Regions from separate parts of the Rattus norvegicus genome. Here region 2 is linked to region 1. The links are chromatin contacts, called in public Hi-C maps. All regions are on one chromosome and are shown on one strand. The core of a region is the stretch at or near the end of the contact, and the rest is flanking DNA. Distances in the headings are between cores, read along the strand shown.

What was found. A called contact is a pair of places that touch in the nucleus more often than the background predicts.
Region 2: a Hi-C map of psoas muscle shows a contact between it and region 1, with 6 times the contacts expected there. The contact joins two enhancer-like sites. A contact is called at or near these places in 3 of 12 Hi-C or Micro-C datasets (Schwann cells, hepatocytes and psoas muscle).

The regions. Positions count from the first base shown.
Region 1 is chr13:97,608,503-97,615,244 of GRCr8, reverse strand. No RefSeq gene overlaps it. Among named protein-coding and RNA genes, the nearest start is that of Hhipl2, 26 kb to the right of the region's middle. Within about 2 kb of position 2,969, at least 8 of the 93 cell types and tissues checked have an H3K27ac peak or open chromatin away from gene starts, as enhancers often do.
Region 2 is chr13:98,159,513-98,166,254 of GRCr8, reverse strand. The region is part of intron 2 of Dusp10 (dual specificity phosphatase 10); the gene reads right to left. Among named protein-coding and RNA genes, the nearest start is that of Dusp10, 17 kb to the right of the region's middle. Within about 2 kb of position 3,029, at least 23 of the 93 cell types and tissues checked have an H3K27ac peak or open chromatin away from gene starts, as enhancers often do.

The DNA of each region.
Region 1 (6,742 bases), core at 1,720-4,219:
TCATTAATTTCTTCACTGAATACCTTTTGCCTACACCTTGACCTCTGTGTGGCCCAAACCAAGCTCTTCCAAGGACTAGCTGTCTCTTCCATGAAGCTCTCCTGGCTATCACCAGCAGATGTGTCTGCTCCTCCTCAACCCCCAAAACACTCCATTTCCTCTCTTACAGCATTCGATCCTTTCTAACTTAAACCATACTTCAGAGCTCCCTCAAGAAAGGACGGTCAGCTGAGTTCTATTCACGCTCCCCATAGCATCCCCTCTTACGCAGAGAGCGAACTGTGGAAGTGTGGAATAGACAGGACCTTAGGATAGAAACTGAGAGAGGAAAACTTTCTCACTAAGTCTATTTGAAAAAGAATGACTGAAGGTAATCAACCAGAGAGGTGTTGTGTAAAGTAGCGCAGTAGCACAGATTGTGTGTGTGTGTGTGTGTGTGTGTGTGTGTGTGTGTGTGGGTTAGAAGGCAACTTGTAGGTGTTGGTTCTCTCTCTCCACCATGTGGATTCCAGAGATTAAACTCTCACTCTGTCAGGCTCCCCAGTAAGCATCTTTATCTGCTAAACCACCTTGCCAGCCTCTCGAATTATTTTTGTAAAACAAACAAAAATTCTTCACTGTAAATATGACTGAGAGAAAAAGAGGTCCCAGGACTAGCCACAGCCTTGAAAACCTTCTCTCTCAATTCTAATTCAGGATGGGCAGGTGGTCCTACATCATCAAACCAGCACTCGACTGCAGCCAGCGTATTCCTGCGGCCCTGCTGAGTCCTCCCTGCAGCTCAAAGCACTGAGGTCAAATCTCCCTTGCCCTCTAAAAATTCCAACGCTGTTGCCCCTGCCTCACCCCCACCCTCTGCTTCTCTGATACCTCAGTCTGGAGGCATCACTCAGTCCAGACGCAGCCTTTGCCTTCCAAAGGCCAACTGTCCTGGCTAAAGACTATTACTTTTCAGACCTAGATCTGTGCTTAGGCAACCTCAGGCAGTCCATTTAAGGTCTTCTACACTAACAAGTTAACTTTGGAAGTACCCATTTCTCAGACTATGTGTGAGAGGATCAGCAGGGTAGAAGGTCTGTTTCCTTGTCTTCCTGAAGGCAGAGACCCCACATTTGTCTCTGCGCAGGTCTTCCGCAGTGCCCTGAAGGGAACATGGTGTGAAGTCGGTGTTCCTCAGATGAGAGAAGAATGAGAATGGGAAAATGCGTCCCAGGAGGAGGGACTCAAACTCCCACATAGATTTCACTTATTACTTTATAGCTACACAAAAGTGAGCCACCAGGGCACTTCTTGCCACCCAAGGCATAAAGAACAAACTCTGTTTCCTAGACCAGAGGTCTTGAGGGTCCACTGCTAATGTGAGGTGACCTGGGACACAGCATCCCACCACCAGATTGCCAGTCTCTCCATCTGGAAGCCTCACTGCTGGACGTAGCTGAGATCCACAAGCATCACACACAAGTGTAAAGGCCTCCATTGTGATCACTCACGAAGCCACAGTTGTCATCTCAGATGCTGTGTATGCTGTTGTGGGATTTAAATTTGCCGATTCCTTTATTCGGGTCTATAAATTCTGTTTATCATTTGTCATACTGACTTACTGCTTTCACTGGCCTGGGACCCGTGGCTCTCCAGACGCTCCTGGGAACAGAGTGTGGCAAACACCCAAAGGTCACCCACATACTTAAGAAACCAAATCTCTTTGCTTGGGAGCACTGTCTTCTAGGCACAACATGGTAATCACATGCCTGAGCTCACAGCCGTTGTGATGACCTACATGGGACAAGGGCGTCAGCATCTTAGGGGGGAAGGGGGCTCTAGAGACCCCACTCCTCTCTGAGGAGTTATGAGCCGCTAATGGTTACTGGGGGAGGGGAAACACGTTCTTCAGTGGTGTAACCATCTCTGAGTCGCCTGTGCCCCAGTAAACTACCTTTCATCCACACGCCTTTAAGCTTCCTAATGAAACTCTCTGGGCCAATGGCAACAAAAAAGACGTGAAAGTTGAATTGGGGGGCAGGGTGTTGGGAAGAGGGAGGGGACCAGGAGGAGAGGGATGGGAACAAGAGAAGGTGAATATAGCAAGATGCTTAAGATGTATGTATGGAGAGACAGTGAAAACCCGTTATGTATAATTAACAAATTATATTATTATTATGTATAATTAATATACTCCTACCACCCCGCTGTGTATTTAGCCTGCCATCTTTTTTTTTTTAAATGTGTAGCCCAGGCTGGCCTCGAACTCATGATCCTCCTGCCTCTGCCTCCTTCAGCAAATCCTACCGGTGTGCGCCACCACAACCGGCTTAGCCTACCATCTTTCTCCTGCCTTTTCTTTCTGCCAAACAATCCGGTATTTGACTCTCTCAAAATACCAGATTCTGCTCTGCTCCACTTTCCAGGAACGTAGCACTTAACACTGGGGGGACTTTTCCACAACATTTCAAACTGCTATTTGGCCCCTTTTTTCTTGAGCCTTTTGCTCAGTCCCCAGCACGGAAGCAGAGACCACTCTCCAGAGACAGCCTGGTCACGTTAAAGCTTCAAGTCGACAAAACTGTCCCAAGCTGGGGACTGGCAGCGCAAACAGGAGCCCGAGTGACAGGGCCCTTCCCTCTGGACTGTCACCACAACACACTGTCCATGCCGGATCTCATATGACTGGGCACCAGATGGCTCAAATTCACCTGCAAGGCCAGGCCTGCTGCGAGACTTCGTCTAATTGTGTGTTTTGATCATTTGGAATCTGCAGCCAGAGCCTCTGGCGGCAAATGTCCTTCTCCACCAGTTCAGGCAAGAAAATGTACCTGCCGTCGTCATGGCGTTTGCTTCACTGGGCTGCTGACTTATTTTAAGAACTAAATCGCTCCTGTTACTCTATTTTCCTCTTCAGGAGTGAGAGACTCCAAGACTGGTATAATTTGTAGCCAGGGCTGGCATCCTCTTATGTGGTGAACTAGCGCCACCTACTGACTACTCACTTCACAGCAGCCAAGAGGACAGCAAGGTCCTCTTGTAGGGAAAAGTTCTCTACTTACTACTCAGCAGGCAGACTTTGCCTGGAAGTCTTGTACTGTGCACTTTTTAATCTTTAATGTAAATAAACTGGGACCATGTCACCAAGAAGGAAGCTGGGCGAGCTCTTTACTTGCGAGCCCTGCCTCACCCCTTTCTCTTTAGCCGCCTTTGCTTATAAATGATGACCTCGTGACAGAGAAGCTGATGTCGTCCCCAGGCAACCCAAGCACAGACATGGAGAAAGATGGCCCTCCCAAGGGACCCGTGCAACTTTCTTGTCTTTAACCTTCCTGCTCAAGGTCTCTAAACTTGGAGTGCAAGATTACCCTCCCGGTACCCGTGGCCCTTCCCATCCAAGAGGTAGAAAGTGTTTCCACATAGTCACTAAGCATAGATAGGCTACTTACCAGGAAGCCTCCATGGTACTTACTCATTCCCTGCCCAGTGCATGAACCCCGAGCTGGTACTCACCATCGAACAGATGCCTTACAGATATTTAGAGACTGAGATTTACTGACCTTGGTACCACAGGGTCAAAGTGGTCTGTGTCACTGTGAAGCTGTCTGTTCGCCACAAACACTTAACACTCCCCCTCTTTTGCCAAGGAGATGCCAGTAGCAACCCCAATCCCCAGCTCCATCCTGAAACAACTATTGAAATATCTGCAGGTGTTCCCGTTGGCTCCCTGGGGTGGGAGATGCAAAATCATCCCTGATTGGAAACCCTGGGTCTGGAACTCAGGTTCCCAAGGCTGGTGGTTTGGATGTAAAATGTCCCCCATAGTCTCATGTGTTTAAACACTTTGTCCCAGTAGGTGGCGCTGTTTGGGAGGTTGGCCATGGAGCTCAGGACATGGGAGTCTGTAGGGGCAAACCCTTCGGTTTGTAGGCAGGTCCTGCTTGGAACTTACTCTCTGTTCCTAATTCTCCTTCTACTTCCCTGAATGAGGAACAAGCCACACCACAAGCTCCGACCACCACAGGTGTACTGCCTTTCCCACCATGAAGAGCTATAGCTCCTAAGTCATGCACCAAAATAAACCTCCCCTCTCTTAAATTGCTTCTATGAGGTATTCTGTCATGGGGGGGCGGGGAGTAACTAATACACTGGGGAATGGCCAAAAGAAAGGGATGTGGGGGTTGAGGAGCAATGAGAGGAGGAGTGGGGGAGGAGGAGTGGGAGGAGGAGGAGGAGGAGGAGGAGGAGGAGGAAGGGTGGGGAGGAGCAGGAGGAGGAGCCACTACTATAAACTACCATTTAACACAAAGTTGTCTTATAAAAGGCACAAGTCTTGTCCCAAGAACTTTGTGACCTCTTACTATTTAACCCATGAATAGTCTATACCAGCTCCTTAGGGAAATATTTCGGTTATACATGAAGAAACTGAAGTTCAGAAATGTCATGTCACTTGACTGAGGTCACCCAGCCAGCAGTAGCAGAACAGCCATAGAAAACCAGGATTTCCTGACCCCAAGATGAGAAATAACACTATCTCCCACTCCAGGACAAAAAGTTCTAGAGCCACCCGATTCTCCACCATCCTGCTTGTCTTCCAGCGCTGTCCGAACAATTTATCTGAATTTAAACATATGCAAAGGCTTAACCACTCTCTAAAGAAAACCTGAAGAAACCTGAAGTTTTCATGTGGAGGCGTTTCTGTTTGAGCTCTGAGAGTTTCTTCGGCTGTTTCCATCGGCTCCCTGGGGTGGAAGGTACAAAGTCGTCCCTGATTGAAACCCTGAGTCTGGAACTCGGGTTCCCAAGTCTGGTGGTTGGATGTAAAATGCCCCCCATAATCTCATGTGTTTAAACACCTGGCCCCAGTAGGTGGCGCTGTTTGGGATATTAATAATGTGTGATTATACATGTACAGAAAGACTCTGCATGAGTAAATAATGCTCCCCCAGAAGACGTAAGTTACAAATGACGAACTCCGAACCAGGCAGGCAATCCCTCCCTGAGAGTTATTGGTTAAGGAGGCTCCCAGAGGCACCCAACACAACACAGGCTTCTGCCATTCCTCTTGGTCGCCTTCCAGAACTAGACAGTGAGACCCTGTTGCTGAAGACAGCACTCCCTTACAATCCAGAACATAGAGAAACAACCCAAGCTGACCAGGACACTCTGCTGGCTAGCTTACCTAGGCCAGAGGTGCTGTGCCAGCCTCTGGAGGGGAAAAGTCACCAACAATCTCACACGGCTGTGATCCTTGCCACACTGGCCTGACAGAAGTGTCCACTGGAACACAGAGGCATGACAGCTAAGGCCGTAACCAACGGTTCTCTGGTTGGATGTGAGGCCTGCTCCATGAGAGATATTTCATCCTTCATACTGTAAACCTGGTCAAAAGCCCATGACTGAGGAGAACACAGGCCTGTCTGTGGGGTATGGGGTACCTACTGATGTTGCTTTGCTTTGCTGGTTTGTTTTGTTTTGTTTTGGTTTGGTTTGTTTTGTTTTGGTTTGGTTTGGTTTGGTTTGGTTTGGTTTGGTTTTTTGCTAAATGGCCATGCTATCAAACCACCTTCTTAATATGTATATTTATGTCCGTAGACTCCTGATGCTTTCACCTTCAGTCAGAGAAGCTTCCTTTGGCAGTGCGCCGTGGTTCCTGTAAAGACTCATAACAGGTCAGTGGGTCAACTAAAAACAACCGAGCACTCAGCTGTGGCTGGATCACCTACACCAACCTCCCACAATCCAGTGCTCAGCTGGCCACTGCGCGGGAGCTGTGAAACACCGACTTCGGGGCATGACATAACTGTTGCATGTATCAAATCACATTAGCTGTGGTTACCTGCACAAAAGCAAGCCAGTCAAAATTACAGCACGGGGAGGGGAGGGGTCCCCAAGTCCCCACCAGCCACATGGGAGAAGCTATTGGGTAGCTGCTGAGGAATGCGGCCACTGAACCGCTCCTCATGCCCTAGTGGATCGCCCATATTCATGTGCATGCGAGCAGCACTCACTGGGTTCAAAGGGCGATCGATACAAAAAAATAAAAATAAAAGATGCGGAGCTGGGAAGGAGAGGGGTTGGGGCCCTAGAGAAATCTGGAGGAGGCAGTAGATGAGTGAATATAATACGGTACTCTCCTGGAATAAAAATACCACTTAAACGGACAGGAGAGATGCAGTGGGAAACGGATTCCTGAGATGTTTCCTTAGGATGCTTCTAAAGAAACACACACGGATGCTAGGCACCCTAACTGTGTTTTAGAAGTGGCACGGGGAGCGGGGGGGATCCTGGGATGTAACAAAAGCAAGAAGAGGGCGGGTTGGGGAAGGCCGGCCTGCTACTGAGCCGAGGTGTTACTTAGTTCGCTAGAAATGAGTGTCTGAAGCTCCACCCTTTCTGAGGGAGCGTGCTCCTGGAAACAAAACTGGCAGCCTGGAGGCTCCAGGCCTGCAGTTACGCAGGTCGGCCGGTGAGAGGCACTGTGGCGCCGCCCTAACGCCGGCTGGGGAGGAGAAGTCGCTGAGCCTCCCACACTTGGCCTTGGGACTGTGGCCCGCTGAACCAAGACACCGCCCTGCGCTGTGGCTGACACGTGGCAGCCCCAGTTCGCCAGCCCAGCCTGGCTCCAAAGTCCTGTCCCGCCGAGGGCAAGGGCGGGGGAGGGACTCCCAAGAAAGTTTCTGCCTGCTTTCCTGGATGCTAGAACAACACCCTCTGAGCAGGGACATTTGGGGTAGAGGGCCGAGAATCCTTTCTGAACTCA
Region 2 (6,742 bases), core at 1,780-4,279, 550 kb before region 1:
CCTCCTCTCTAGCCCCTCACCCTCCTCTCTAGCCCCTCACCCTCCTCTCTAGCCCCTCACCCTCCTCTCTAGCCCCTCTCCCTCCTCTCTAACCCCTCACCCTCCTCTCTAGCCCCTCTCCCTCCTCTCTAGCCCCTCTCCCTCCTCTCTAGCCCCTCACCCTCCTCTCTAACCCCTCTCCCTCCTCTCTAGCCCCTCTCCCTCCTCTCTAGCCCCTCACCCTCCTCTCTAGCCCCTCTCCCTCCTCTCTAGCCCCTCTCCCTCCTCTCTAGCCCCTCTCCCTCCTCTCTAGCCCCTCCCTCCTCTCCCTTGTCTTTGGACATCCTTTATGAGCAACAGATGACAGATGTAGATGAAAAAAGGTTGTGAAAAAGAAAGGTCATGAGGGATACCCAGGCTGAGGGAAGTTGGGAAACAGGCCCTGAATTCAGGTCAGCATGCATTCATGAAGTGCTCACAATGGCGTCTAAGAAAGGTCTGGTTTGGCCATTAGACCTGGCAGCTCTTCCATCTAAACAGGGTCAACAGTCACAGATACTTTGGACAGGGTCTTCACTGACCGGGTGGTTCAGATTCTCCCACAATACCAGATCTACAACCAGACATCCCTAGTCCCTCTTATCTGCCTTATTAACTCTGAACTGGCAGGCTGGTTACTTACATTTAAGGTCACTTAAAATCACATTATCAAAGAAATGGAGAGACAACAGCTCAGTGGGTAAAATGCTTGCTGGGCAAGTATGAGAATGTGAGTTCAAATCCCAGCACCCACAGAAGAATCCAGCCATCTGTGGGAGGCAGAAACAGGAGTGTCCCAGGGGCTCACTGCAAATAACAGGCAAACCCAGGAACACACACACACGAACACACACACACACACACACACACACACACACACACACACACACACCCAAGAGCATGTATGCATGAGTGCACACATAGACATGCAAAAATAAAACTAAATAAGATACTGGGATTATATCCTAAGAGCTTTACTTCAATGGTGAGTTTCGGCTCTCCTGAAAAGGATTCTTACATCCCTAGCTCTCTCACAGGGCTGTAGCACATACTTGTGCCTTGAAGGGTGCACTCTGAACCCTGTAGTTCATTCATAGCAAGGCAAGCATTTGGAAGTAGCTTGGGGAAGGGTGCATCCAACGCTGGGGCTTTCAGTCACTTTTGATCACCTGTTCTACCTCATTTAGAAACTGACCTTCATGGAGGGTGGGGAGAAAGCTGCTAGCCCCCTCAGTGAAAGCTGCTATCAGTTATTTGGCTGGACTATTGCCACCATTAAACCTCTAACGATCAAGCCTGCGCTGGTGACAGAGTATGAAGCACCCAGGGCAAGACCAGGTCCAACAGATTTCAGGAGATCCCACAACTCTGTTTCGTTCCTGTTTCTTGTAGGAACCCTCCCTCAAATAATGATGGTTTTCTTTTCTTTTCTTAGAATCCCTTCCAGGGTGGCCCTATCATGTGCCTAGAGAATTCAAACTTTCTAGGAGCTGGTGACCTAAGAAGGCTTCGCTGGACAGGACTAGTCTGAGCGTAGCTAAAAAGTTATGGCTCGCAAGACCATGGGGGAGACCTTGTCTATTTTAAGATAGGAAGGAGAAAGGAAAACAACATAGACAAAAATAACCATACAAGATCACGGCTAAAATATCCAGAGTGTCTACAGAAAAGGCACCATTAGATGTAACAGTGTATTTATGAAACACGGTAAGACACAGCACCAGTATGAACCCTTACAATGCAAATGAGCAAATAATGCAAATCCTCTACTTAGGGCTTTCCCATACATCAGTTTCCTTACTGGAACAAAGACCCAACGTCAGTACTCAAGAATCCTTATAAGATGCCAGCATGCCTGGCCACCACATCCCTGAGGTGACACCGAGGAGTTGAAGCAGAGGGGGCCTCCAAAGTTGGGAAAGTCTGGGGCTTAGAAATAACGGCCCGTCTGTCTGCTGACCTGGAAGCAGTTTTCCCAAGACCACATCATGTTATAAGACTAGAGTGAAGGCTGCCTGTTGTCACCAAGGAAGTGAGGATCGGGAAACAAGCAAGTCTTGCTGTCTTACCAAGTGCCGTGGTATTCTCTTGCCACCGGGGCCTTCAAGCAGATGCCGGGTAATCTCAGGTAAACATAGTGCAGCTCTGACACGGCTCTCACAACAGAGATTCCAAGGTTGACTCTTGTGGAAGACCACAGACCTCAACTCGGTTGCCCTCACTGCCAACACCAGTTGCAAGTGCAGTCTCTCAGGCCACTGGCACCTCTGACTAAACAGTCACCTGTTCTCTACTTCCCCATAACACCTTGGATTCAAGAATCCACTAGGGCGATTCGCTGAACTGGGGAAAGCACTTTTGTTTGTGCTAATGGCTTTACTATGAAGGATGCAAACCGCCAGGGTCAGCAAAATGAAGCTGCGGAAAGGGTAGGCCTGAACATCCCAAACCGTGCACTTCTGTGTTCAGTCGTGTGAAAATGAAAACACTCCACCTTGCTGCCATGCCCCTGTGTGCAAGGAGGGTGCCCATACGAGCTTCAGGGACCGGGCTTCTGTTAGTGTTTCATTAGGTGCAACTGGAATTGATCAGCATCAGCCCCGTGACTGAACTTAATCCTCAGTGCGGCTTGCCTCTTCTGCAGAGGTTGGCTACATGCCAAGCTTCAGGGCCAGTCACAGGGCTGGCCCTTCAGATAGATGACCAGCTTGTCCCCTGAGTCATCTCATTAACATAAACTCAGGTGTGAGCCAAGGGGCTCTACAGGAGCAGCTCAGGCACTCTTATCTCTCTGTAGATTCCAGAGGGTGAGAGGTCATCTCCACAACTCAGGGACAGAGGGCAGGAAAAAAACAATCAATTTACAACAAATCCACACAGCCATAAACACTGGGGACCTGGGAGTCAGCCTAGACTTCAGGTGACTTCAGTGTGACTCTGAGTGACTCCATGAACCACTCTCGGCCTCTATTTTCTCATCTAGAAAGAAGTGATAACTTATCACTATACAAACATCAGCCTCACTGGATAGAAATGTCAACAAGCTACACGGCAGGACTATTTTTCTAGTCACTACACTGAACGGCATAAAGGGGAAACAGGCCAAAATTAAAACTAATGATATATTTGACCAAATTACAGTTTCAACACTCAGCTGAGTCTTTCACACTGCAACCCAAGAAGGGTTTTTGAAATTTGAGATGTATGATTCAGAGCTGCTTCGACCAGCTACCAGAAGACATCAGCTCAGGTAGAAGGGATGTCCCCATTCAATGAGTCCCTGCTGAGTACCAGAGTCAGTCTCTGGCCATGTTAACGGAAAGGAGGATGTGTTTGTATGTGTGTGCATGTGTTCACATGGACAGAGTTAGTGACCAATAATAAAAATTGATGGTTCTACAAGCTACACTGTACCAGAAAGTGAGCCGTCTCCACCACAGATATGAAATAGCCACTCTTTTCTCCAAAAAGGGCACTCCAACCCATTATGTGTTGAGAGTTCTGTTCCTAAGCCTGCATGTCGCATCAGCACATACTTCAATCCTTCAAGTAGTCATGGATAATGGCTTTTGATACCAAAGACCCCTGGAAGACACTGTGTGGCCAGATGAGAAAGGTGTAAGAGCTCTGAAGAGCTTTAGAAAGGTAAGGAGGAAAAGCTGAAGGAAAGAAGGAGCTGGGACCTACTAAGTCACAAAATGATCAGAGCCGCCAGCCACCACCAGTCAGTCACACACAGCCAGGAACCCCACTCCACAGTGTGAAAAGCTATACACCGAGAAGCAAAACAATGGTGGCTCCTAGGAGATGAGTGTCCAGGTCATTCTTTGGGTGGCTTTGGAGCATCTTTTGACAGGAGATGTGGATGGTGGGCTGGGGAGACAGCCCAGTAAAGGACAAGTGACAAAGCATGAGGACGTGAGTTTGCAGTCCTGGGCAACCCTGCCAAGGCCAGGTGTAGTAGTACATACCTCAGGGGTCGGCTGGGGAGACAAAGATCTTGGTGGGGGCAGTGTTCATGATCCCACCAATGGAGCTCAAGTGTGAGCCTAGGGTTCGGTGAGAGAGCAAGACGCAAAGGTAAGTCAGAAGTCAGGTGAGATGGATCAACAGGTAAGGGTGAGGTACACACCTGTGAGTGCCTGAGTTTGGTTCCTGGACCCTGCAGTGAAGGGAGGGAACAGACTCCTGAAAGTTAGCCTCTGGCCTTCACAGGTAGAGTGCACAAACGAGTGCGTGTACACACACACACACACACACACACACACACACACACACACACACGCCTTCATCAATCTGAAAGCTCAATGCCTGTTGATGGGGAACTTCACAGTCACATCCCCTATTGGAGGGGAGGCTTCCAGGCATCATCATCATCCGGGCTTCTCTCTAGTTCCAGGAAAGCTCACGACAGTGAGTGGACTGGGCGTCTAGCTCTCCTTCAGCTAAGAATAAAGAGATCCATGGAAGAAGTGCAGGCCTGGTGGACTTTTACATGACATGCAAAATTAATTATAATAAGTTCAACCCAACTTGTACTTTATCAAGAAAGACAAGCTAATTATCTGCTAGAGAATTAACTCCTATTTAAAAGGGTATTTTACATTTGCAAAAAAAGGGCTGATGGGAATTCTTCCCGTTCTGATTCTATTCGAGGTCCTGTGTCCCTGAGTTTGTTTAAAGACGTTGGGGACCTTAGTGGACCTAAAAATGGGACATGGGGAGAAACAGATGTATATACCGAGCAGTTCGCAGAATCTAGCTCTTTCTGCTTGCACTGATGTTTTAATGGGTTTTATCAAGGCCAATGAGATACCTCAGAGGGTAAAGGTATTTGCTGCCAAGCTCGATAACTTGAGATCCTGGGACCCACATGGTGGAAAGTGAGAAGAATCTCACAGGCTGAATTCTCACCTCCACACTTGTGCTGTGCTGTGCCGTGTACATACACATCACACACTTTCTCTCTCTCTCTCTCTCTCTCTCTCTCTCTCTCTCTCTCTCTCTCACACACACACACACACACACACACACACACACACACACACACACACACACAAATATACCCACCCCAGACGTAATGTGTTTTATTAAAAGTGTAAAACTGTGAGGGATACAGAGAGTGGCTTGTATGTAGCCCTGGAATCTTCTAGTTCCATAAAATATCTGGCTGCTTGGGGCTTCCAAACTGCCTTACTGTGCCCCACCCAAAGAACAAACCCAGGATCACAGCCCAGGTATCAGATGACATACAGTATACACACTGGGCTGAGCTTTGGCAGTGGGTCAAGGACAGGGACGTCCCTTAATGCTGAGGACTTTGATTGGCAGCTAAATCTTGTATTTTGAGAGGGAAAGCAGGATCCAAAAAGTGAAAGTGAATTAGGACAACAGAAAAGAGAAATCCCAGCAGACTTACAGCTAGCATTCATTCCTGTAAAGGGGGTCAGAGTAAGCTAGAGACACTTCTGAAGCAGGGGGTTCCCTCCAGACCTGGCTGGGGTTTAAAACCCTGGATACGGGGCTGGGGATTTAGCTCAGTGGTAGAGCGCTTACCTAGGAAGCGCAAGGCCCTGGGTTCGATCCCCAGCTCCGAAAAAAAAAAAAGAACCAAAAAAAAAAAAAAAAAAAAAAAACCCTGGATACCACTGTAACTTCCATTAAGAGGTAACTGGTTAAGCAAAATGTGGCTATTAAACAGATGACAGCACTGAAGACAAAAATCTACGATGACCATACAGGAAGTAAGGGAGCCTACGGCATAAAGTGAGAATCAGCTAGAGTTTCTATATGAGAATCTGCAAAACATGCACATATATGGGTAAGGGAAGAAGAGGATATGTAAAAATGAAACTAGGGTGGTGAGGGCAGGGTTAGTAGACTTTTTTTTTCCACTGTAAAATGTTCTTAATGTTCCAACAATAAGTGTATATTAACAGCTTTTACTAACACTTAAGCTTCTGCAGTTTTCTTAAAGAGAAATTGCGTGTGGTTTTCCTTCCCCCCAGCATAGCACCAATTCAGAAAAACAAAAGGACCTGCACCTCACCGGGTACTGACGCTTCTCCAAACATTGAAATGAGGAGATCCGGAAAGCAGAGAAGTTTGACCTATTGCTTTAGTAATGATGTCAGATCATTTTATGGCGTGATGATACTTAATAGTTCTCATAAAAGAAAAAAGTGGATGGCTTATTACTTAACTATTTTATATTATAATTATGGTGAGTTTTAATCAACATCAGCCTTTACAGGCCAGACGTCGTTTACAGTACTTAGATAAACAACTACTTAATTTAATCTTCCCGCACCCCCATCCCATGTGAACATCGTCATTATTATCTCCATTCTCACTGAGGCGCTTGAAAGTTCCCTTGTCCAAGCGTGAAACGACAAGATCAAAATTCCAAGTCATAGCCATCTGCCCCAGAAACTTGGCTCCTAACGACCAACTTCCACTTCCTCTGGAGAGAATAAGTACATTTATAATAGGAAGGTTGAGTATGTATATAAGGCAAGGCAGAAACACAGGTTGACCAAATAGCCCAGGAGGGTCAGGTCTGGTGGTGCAAGCCTGGAGCTTCAGCACGCAGGAAGTAGCAAGAGGTCACCTTCAGTAACAAGGACTTCAAGGCCAGCCTGAGCTACATGAAACCCTGTGAAAAAGAGAGGGAAAAAAAGAAGTCTCGGAATTGGGGGGAGGGAGAATGGAGTGGGGAGAAGGG